2 separate regions of the Sus scrofa genome follow, and region 2 is linked to region 1. A link is a contact called in public Hi-C data. All regions are on one chromosome and are shown on one strand. The core of a region is the stretch at or near the end of the contact, and the rest is flanking DNA. Distances in the headings are between cores, read along the strand shown.

Region 1 (4,653 bases), core at 1,227-3,726:
CAGAACTGTTCTGGATTTTGAATGTGGTGGATGTTCTAAGTTCTCCATATACTAGCCAAAGCGCTCCCTTGCACACTAAAAGAGCAAATAGTATTGTTTGTATATATATGTGAGCCAGAAACCTAGCTCTTCCCTTACTGCTGCCTTTGCCCCATGCCCCATATCTAACAATCACCATTTCCTGCCAAATTTACTTCTAACGATTTCTCAAATTTGTCCTTTTCCCCTCTTTCCGCCTACTTGAGCTCTCATCATTCCAATCTGTGACTGCTCTGATCCCAAAGCTAATCTCTACAGCCGAGCTTTGCAAAAGATGATCCCTACTCTAACAGTATAAACTTTAACCTGGATACCTTTTAGAAATGCACAATCTCAGACCCAACCTTAGAACTCCTGAATTGGAATCCACCTTTCAAGAGGATTCTGAAGTGATTTATAAGAAATTCTTACCTTTCATAAAATTTGCAAAGCCCTAGTCTAGGGCTTGCCTGCGTGAATGAAAACATGCTTACGCTGCTCCTTCACTAAACATGTCACAAGCTCCCTACCAGGACACACAAAGAACACACACATGGCCTTACATGACTTTACCTTTCTCTCCAGGCTCATCTTTCACCTCACTCCATCTCATCATTTTTTTTTTTTTTCATTTTATGGCTGCACCTGTGGCATATGAAAGTTCCTGGGCCAGAGACTGAATCCGAGCCACAGCTGCGACCTACATGCTGCAGCTGAGGCAATGCCAGATCCTTTAACCCAATGGTTAAACCAGTGGCTCAAACCCGCACCTCCACAGTGACTCAAGCCATTGCAGTCAGGTTCTTAACCTACTGTGTCATGGAGGGAGCTCCCTGCATCTCCCATTTAACATTTCGGTAAAACTTAACTGTACATTCCAACACAGATTTACACAATGCTATGATCCCACCACTACGCCTTTACTCCTGCAGTTCCCTTGGTCCAAAAACCTCCTCTCCTTCATGTAATTTCTAACCCACCTTCAAGCTTCTACTCAGAAGTCAACCCTAGCAAACTCTGATGACCTTAAGTTGAAGTAAGTTCCTTCTGGGCTCTAAACCAGCCTGGGCATACTTCCAACCCCTGGCTTCCTACATTACATTGAAATTATCCATTTATGTCTTTCCTGGCCTGTAGGTTTCTCAAAGGCAATGACTTCTCTCTTTTACCTTTCTCCTGGATCCAGCAAAGAGAACTATATATGTTTTGATGAACTCTTTTTTTTTTTTTGGTTTTGGTCTTTTGGCTTTTCAGGGCCACACCTGCAGCATATGGAGGTTCCCAGGCTAGGGGTCCAATCGAAGCTGTAGCCACCAGCCTAGGACGCCACAGCAACGTGAGATCTGAGCTTCGTCTGCAACCTGCACCACAGCTCACAGCAACACCAGATCCTTAACACACTGAGCAAAACCAGAGATTGAACCTGCATCCTCATGGATGCTAGTCAGGTTGGATAACAGCTGAGCCATGACGGGAACTCCGAACTCTTTTTCTTTCAACTTTTGATGTGATGAACATCTTTTCTTTATTCTTATAAAACTATCCATTTCCAGTTTGGTAGTAACCAGTTCCCTTACCACATTTTCTTTTCCTGAGAGAAATGATGCTAACCATCTCCTAAACCTGAGCTACAAATTGCTTGAAGCAAATGAGCATGAGGGGTTTAGACCCAAGCCTTTTGGGCCTATGCAAAAAAGCCCAGGTGAAGAAAAGGATTTTTATTTATTTATTAAGACCACACCTGCAACCCTGCAAAACGCCAGATCTTTAATCCATGGCCACTATGTGGGGTTCTTAACCTGCTGAGCCACAACGGGAACCTAAAAAAGGCTTTCTGAAAAGGCCATAAAGTTATTTACTATAAAGCTCATTTCGTCCTAAGTAGGGTGATGGGGAGGGTGGACGTTTGCGATCTTCTTTTCTACAAATTCTTAGCTCAGGCCTGGCTGCCACCCCGCCGCCTAAGGTCCTACTCCCGCCATCAAGCAGACGTTGGGCTGGGAACAATTTCTACTCAAATCTCAGAGGGCCACCTGCGGCCACTGCCCAGGCCCAGGCCACCACTTTTTCCAGGGCGCGTCGCGAATGGTAGTCACCTTCTCCAGGGCAGCTCCTCTTCTTCCTGGTCGCTCTCTGTCACCGACCCGTCTATCACCGTCTCATCACTGTCCCAGTCTGGGGCCTGGGCGCCTTCCGCCATCTCCACCTCGCACTCAGAGTCTTTTCTATCCTCTGGCTCTGACTTTTCCATTTCTGCAAAAGAAAAAAAAAAGAAAAAAAATGCTCTGAGCGTCAACGTAAATTGTGAGTTAAAGACAAAATCCTTGGGTGGGAGCAGGGCCTCTCTGCCGGTACAGGGAGCAAACCCACCACGAGGGCGTCGTCAGGAACAAGGTCCAGCGCCGCGGTGCCAGAGGTGGCAGCACGCCGCCAGCAGGGGGAGCCGCGTGCCGCGTGCGGCCCCGCCCCTCCCCGCTCCCCCCTCCCCCCGCTCCCATGGCCGGAAGTGGCCCCCCCCCGCGCGCACGCACGCCGGCTCAGGGTTTCCCCGCCGCCTGGGGCGCGGCCCGTCACCACATCCGCTTTCCGTGCTTTTAGTTGGTAGCTGGGTGATGGGGGTACCTGGGTTGCGGCCCCAGAAATCAGAAAGTAAGCGTCTGCCTAAAGCTGTTGGCGGGGTCACGTCGCCCGCAGTGTACCTGGGCCTGTGGGACTCAGACTCGGAGAGAACTGCCCTACTTTCTGAAACTAGAAGCTTCAAAACGCCAGAAGAGTATTTTACTTTCTCCTTCCCTCAAGTGTCCTTTGAACTAGGCAAAACAAAAATGTTAATCAGAAGTTTTTAAATCATCAACTGATCTAATTGATATGTTTATTTCTATATTTCTTCATCATCTCTTTGGTTATCCTGTGATACAGATTGTATTGGAAAGGCAAGTTAAATGTTTTATTTTTTCCCTTTATTTTTATAATATTGGTGCCTAGCAACCTCTGAAAGTAATCAATTGCTATTTTTTAAATGAAGCAATTAGATTCTTAGGTATTAGATTTCAATCTATTGGCAGGTTTTTAGGTCAGACTCATTCAAAACAAAGCCAAATGAGCTCCCACCTGCCAAATGAGAGAGGAAGATTCCCATAAGACAGACCCCCCTCAGCCTAGCAAAGGTTTACTGTTCATCTTGGAATCTCCAGGGTCTAATCACCTATTTGGTCTTTAAAGGTTTGTCAAGTGGAAGGAACTAGGGCTTTCTGACTCCTCAATTTACTTCCCTTTTCAGTACATGGAGTGGCTTTGCCGTAATTCTTATTATTTTACTGTTTAGTTCATACTCTTTTTTTTTTTTTCTGTCTTTTCTATGGCCGCACCCGCAGCATATGGATGTTCCCAGGCAAGGGGTCTAATTGGAGCTGTAGCTGCAGGCCTACGCCAGAGCCACAGCAACTGGATCTGAGCCGCGTCTGGGATCTACACCACAGCTCATGGCAACGCGGGATCCTTAACCCACTGAGCAAGGCCAGGGATCGAACCCGCAACTTCATGGTTCCTAGTCGACTCGTTAACCTCTGTGCCACAACGGGAATGCCAGGGAATGAGAACTCTTTTACATTTAAAGAGACCCTAAGAAAATATTCAAGTTTGTAAAAGGGAAAATTGATTGCTTGTTAATATAAATACTAATAGAACTACCATATGATACAGCAATCCCACTCCTGGGCATATACCCAGAAAAAAATCATAATTTGAAAGGATACATGCATCCCAGTGTTCACTGCAGCATTATTTACAATATCCAAGACATGGAAGCAACCTAAATGTCCATCAACAGAGGACTGGATAAAGATGTAGTAAATACATACAATGGCATACTACTCAGCCATAAAAAAGAACAAAATGGTGCCATTTGCAACAACATAGATGGACGTTGAGATTATCATACTAAGTGAAGGAAGTCAGACAGAGAAAGACAAATATCATATGAGGTCACTAACATATGGAATCTAATGAAAATGATACAAAAGAACTTATTCACAAGACAGAAAGATTTAAAACCAAACTTATGGTTACTAAAGGGGAAATGGGGGTTAAGGATGGATTGGGAGGTTGGGATCAGCATATACACACTTTGGGGAATAGTATTGTACAGTAAATTTATAAAATGAAACCAAGTGATCCTTCAGAGCTATAATTAAATTTCATTGCTTGGGAGTTCCCATCGTGGCTCAACAGAGACGAATCTGCCTGGCATCCATGAGGACACAGGTCTGATCCCTGGCCTCGCTCAGTGGATTAAGAATCTAGTGTTGCTGTTGCTGTGTCGGTAGGCCAGCAGCTGCAGTTCCAATTCGACCCCTAGCCTGGGAACTTCCATATGCCACGGGTGCTGTCCCAAAAAGCAAAAAAAAAAAAAAAAAAAAAAAAAAAAATCCATTGCTTGATTCCATTTAGGATGTGTCTTCCAATAAAAAGTTCTAATTAGGGATTCTTTACTTGCTTTTTTTTTTGAGTATATATTTTTATTTTAAAATTTTATTTTTCAAAAAAAATTAGAACAGTTGTGTTCTTAAACATTTTTAAAACTATAATGTTTGGATTAATATAAGACAACGGAATTTTTGTTTTATTTTCCATTTA
Region 2 (4,653 bases), core at 1,378-3,877, 59 kb after region 1:
GTCCTTGCCAAATTTTGTGATTTATCATTAAGTACAAATTATTATTTAAGTGCAATAACGATTCTTTTGACACCTATTTGGAGGACCATATAGAACATACAACTAGGAGTTCCCATCATGGCTCAGTGGTTAATGAATCTGACTAGTATCCATGAGGATGAGGGTTCGATCCCTGGCCTTGCTCAATGGGTTAAGGATCTGGTGTTGCCCTGAGCTGTGGTGTAGTTTGCAGGTGCGGCATGGATCCTGTGTTGCTGTGGTGGTAGTGTAGGCCGGCAGCTACAGCTCCGATTAGTCCCCTAGCCTGGAAACCTCCATATGCCGCAGGTGCTGCCCTAGAAAGGCAAAAGATGAAAAAAAAAGAACATACAGCTAGACAATTAAAGACTGTTTATTGCTTGCTTTTGGACTCACAATCTCATTGGAGCTCTTAATGAAGCAGAGTTTGGGGACGAAATTTTCTAATCTTGATCTAAAGACTTTTGTTGAAACACCTTCATAAACCTTATTTGAATTTATAGTAAGCATTTGTATAAGTTATAACTTATAATTCTGAGATACCTGGCCCTTTTGGCTTCTAGAGATATTGAAAGTATGACAAAGTTTCTAGGCCCTTGGTAGTTACAGATCTTTTTCTTCTTCTTCCTTTTGATAAGACTCTTAATAGGATACTGCAATCTTTGGTTAGTTTCCCTTAGTCTTCTTCACTGGGAAAACTCTTTCCTTCCACTCTAATTAATTCAACAAATATTTAACAATCATCCAACTCTACAAAGGGGTATAAGGTTCATAAAGGCAGTTTCCATGTCTGCTCCTATATTTCTAGTGCCAACCAAAGCACATAATGGGCATACCAAAAGTATTTGGTAGGAGTTTCCATTGAAGCTCAGCAGAAGCAAATCTGACTAGTATCCATGAGGACGAAGGTTCAATCCCTGGGCTCTCTCAGTCAGTTAAGGATCGAGTGTTGTGTGAACTATGGCGTTGGTTGTAGACTCGGCTCAGATCTGGCATTGTGGTGGCTGTGGCATAGGCCAGTGGCTACAGTTCCAAGTGGACCCCTAGCCTGGGAACCACCATATGCTGCAGTTGCAGCTATAAAAAGACAAAAGAAAAAAAAAGAAAACAGCTGAAAGTATCTGGTAAAGAGCTATGAATAAAGATCCCATACCAAAGCAGTGAAAGATAGTGGAACCAGTATAAGCTTTAGATTTGGGTTCAAATCCCAAGTTCCTCAACTATTATCCTATGTGATCTACAGCAAGTTGCTTAACAAACTCTTTTTCCTTATAAATGGAAATATTATCTATTTCCTAGGGATTATGAGATTTTAGTAAGATAAGTTTATTAAAACTCCTACTGAGTGTATATAATATGTATCAGGGACTGTTTCAAGTTTCAGTGGACTGCAGTTCCTGCTCTTAAGAAATTTCCACATAAAAAGTTATTAAGACAAGTCACAGAATATGGACATGTTAATGGTGGTTACAGTAGGGAGAATGATATGTATCTGATGGAATCAGGAAAAGCGGTGACATATGAAATGGTCCTTGAAGGAGTTAGGATTTCAACAATTAAAATGTGCAGGCATATCTACGTCAAACAAAGAGAACATAAAGAGGGAGGTAAAAAGGTACTGAATGTACTGAAAAAAGGTCAGTTACTCAGGTTGACACAGTGAGAGACACACAAGAAATATGGGGTGGGGCCATACTGGGGTTCCCAGATTCTTTAAACCAGTAGACTGTGAGCAACTCTCCATGGTTTGGTGGCAGATCTACAGAACAATAGGATTGGAAGGTGGAAGCACTTAAGAGTGGAGAGACCAGTTAGGAGAGGCTGTTGCATTATTTCAGGCAAGATATAATAAAGGCTTGCAGCAGGGAGGGGGCAAGGGGAAAGCAGACAAGACAAAGAAGGCACATTTCAAATCTGTAACCAGTGCCTTGCACTGGAGGGAGAGAGGGAGAAAAGGAGAGAAGGAGATGGGAGGAAATGAGACAGAGACCTCAAGACTGGAGCCATTTACACTATTTATAGTAACAGGTAAGTCACAGTAAAATGTTGGTTTAGATTTCAGATATGGGTCTGCTTGAGATTTGGGTTAAACTTCTCTGCCACCTTCCCTTTTTTATTACACCGTTTTTCAGAGCCACCTTCACTTCCCTCCACCACTCTCCACTGAGTAATTGAGTTTTCTATCCTTGACCTGACCCTGCGTTTATCTGCACGCTCCAATTCTGCTCGCTACTACTGCTTCCCATAGTACTTTCACAGGCGGGGTGACCGCAGGTCAGGTCCTGGGCTGTAGGACACTCCACCAGCCAGATCCCCTATCGTCTTCGCCTAGACAGCTTCCATGCGTGCGCCCCCACGTCTCTTTGACCAATAGGCAGACCCTGGTGCTGGGACTCGACTGGCTATTGGTTGGCCGAGCCGTGGTGAGAGATGGTGCGGTACAAGTTCTCTGCACTGGTGAGAGCTATGGGCGGTTGTTAAGGCGACCGTTCGTGACGTAGCGCCGTCAGGCCGAGCAACCCCCAGATGATTGGCTAGACGATCGGACGATCCTTCTTTATTGGTCGCAGACTCGCCCGGTTCCGAGCGTGCGTACAACGAAGGTTCCTTCCGCTCCGCGTCTCCGTTGACTGGAGACGGGCGGAGCGCCGGCTTCCCGGGTCTGTGTCCTCTAGTGAAACCAGGAGGTGAGGAGGGCGGTGGCCGGGGCGGCGGTAGGTGAGAGCTGATTAGGGTCGTGTTGGTGGAGGTTTTCGAGCTCCGTCCAGCCCTGGGAAGGGGAAGCCGGCACCTCCTGCAGACCCGGGGGGAACTGTGCTGGTGGGTTTGCCCGGAGTGGAGCCCGGCCCCGCGGGGACTGCGAGGAGACGTCCTTGAGGCGCAGCTGGCCGAGCCGCGGCCGGCACCGATGCCGGGGAGCCCGTTGGCCAGGCTGGGCCGGAGGGGGTGAGGCGGGCAGGTCTCCGAGGGGCTGCCGTCACCATCGGTAGACCGGCGGGGTGTGGCCGGGTTAGTCGGCTCTGTCCGAAGTCGGCGGTGCTGGCCGCTGGGTCACGATCGCCAGGCGGAAAGAGTGCCAGGCAGGGTGACCTCGGAATTCCCTAGATTCGAGAAATACTGGGGGCTGCGGGACAACCGAGCCCGCATCTCGGGGAAAGGACTTGTCCGTCAGGTGTGGGCGTTCACGCCCAGGCTGTGCTGTTCACACCAGGCTCACGCCCTGGCGCTGCCGTTCGTCAGCACCTTTTTTTCCCGTAAATGATGCTGACTAGCTCAGAGTCTGAAAGAACCTTAGATCTGCATACATGCACCCGGTTATTTCCAGGAGAAACGGATTGAGAGGATGCAGAGCCCAATGTAGAGACTCAACCAAAGGATCCTAAAGGATTTTTTTTTTTTTTTTTTTTAAGGGGCAGAGTCTCCTTGGTGCTGATTTCCTTGAGTCCAAACCTAGTAGGTTTTCCGGAAATATTTGGTTTTGAATAGGATAAACATACCTTGGAGGTTCAAAAATAGAACAGACAATTTTTGCAGTAGGAAGAGGTTGATGTACTCCATCTTAAATGGTCGTTTGAGATTTTTCGGATTTGAGGACATGCTTTCTTAGACTTGGTCCTGAGAAGTCATGGGAAACATTAATTTCCAGGCCATTCTAAATAAATTCTGTATAATTTCAGATCCCGCAGTGTAGAGAATGTATTTTTTGTTTGCTCGTGAATTTATTTTTCTCTCTGTGCAGTGAAAGACATTTTATGATTTAGAGGTAATCTAGCAAAGGCCCAGAGTGTACTTTGGGGATAGACTGGATTTTGAGGGCCTCCTTTGTGGTAGTGTCTTTCCATTTAGTGATAAACTTGGCAGTAAAGAAAAATGGGAGTTAGTAATATGAAAACTAAAAAATGTGCAAAGATTACATCATTAACATGTGAAAACTGTTGAGGTGGCATGAGCATTTCAAGATAGTGTGCGCATGTGCACATGTATGCATGTGTTCTTTTTATTCTTGCGTGATCTATATCATGGAGCAATAACCACTTAGATCAGTATCTGATTAGGTTGACCATATGAAATTCCTGATGTTTGAAATGTGTCCATTTTCCCCCTGCAAAAATAGCAGTTTCATATGGCTCACTTAATACTTCTTCGTCAAAGAACTCTGGAGCACTAGCTTTTTAAGTGCATAGAAAAAAATATGACTTACTCACAAAGAGGTTCCATGTCATAAAACTGGGTGTAGATTCCGGTTTCCTGATTCCACTGAGAGAATTTATTTCCCCTAGGATACTAGGTTGAACAGGAGAATTCTAGATCCTGTTGAAATTTAAAATGACTCAGTATAAGACATGGTTCTTGCCTTCAGAGAGACAAAACATACACAGCAATTAATTGAGGACAATGTAAGGTAGTGTATAATCAAACACTGGAATGAGTGCTGAGTGGGGGGAATGAATTAGAGTGGGATGCCAAGGCATCCTTTTCTGCATTTGGCCATAGTAGGTGGTTTTCCTAGCATATTGGGTTAGAGTTGGAGGATTCAATTTAAAGTATCCATTCTTTTGAATAATCTGTGAAATGTGTAGCATACTTCAGTCTGAATAAGCAAGGCATGCACTGCCTCGCTTGATTTTTTTAAAC

What was found. Hi-C and Micro-C count contacts between places; a contact is called where the count stands out from the background.
Region 2: a contact with region 1 is called in a Hi-C map of alveolar macrophages, with 2.0 times the contacts expected there. The contact joins the promoter of HMGCR here to the promoter of ANKRD31 in region 1. A contact is called at or near these places in 12 of 47 Hi-C or Micro-C datasets (alveolar macrophages, blood, heart right ventricle and 4 more) and 1 of 2 datasets of contacts at active chromatin or transcription factors (alveolar macrophages).

Annotation. Positions count from the first base shown.
Region 1 is chr2:84,318,347-84,322,999 of Sscrofa11.1, forward strand. ANKRD31 (putative ankyrin repeat domain-containing protein 31) reads right to left here and starts at 2,477. Exons shown (of 28, transcript XM_021084452.1): 1 at 2,389-2,477; 2 at 2,115-2,271. The coding sequence starts at 2,269.
Region 2 is chr2:84,377,618-84,382,270 of Sscrofa11.1, forward strand. It overlaps HMGCR (3-hydroxy-3-methylglutaryl-CoA reductase), which reads left to right and starts at 2,628. Exons shown (of 20, transcript NM_001122988.1): 1 at 2,628-2,705.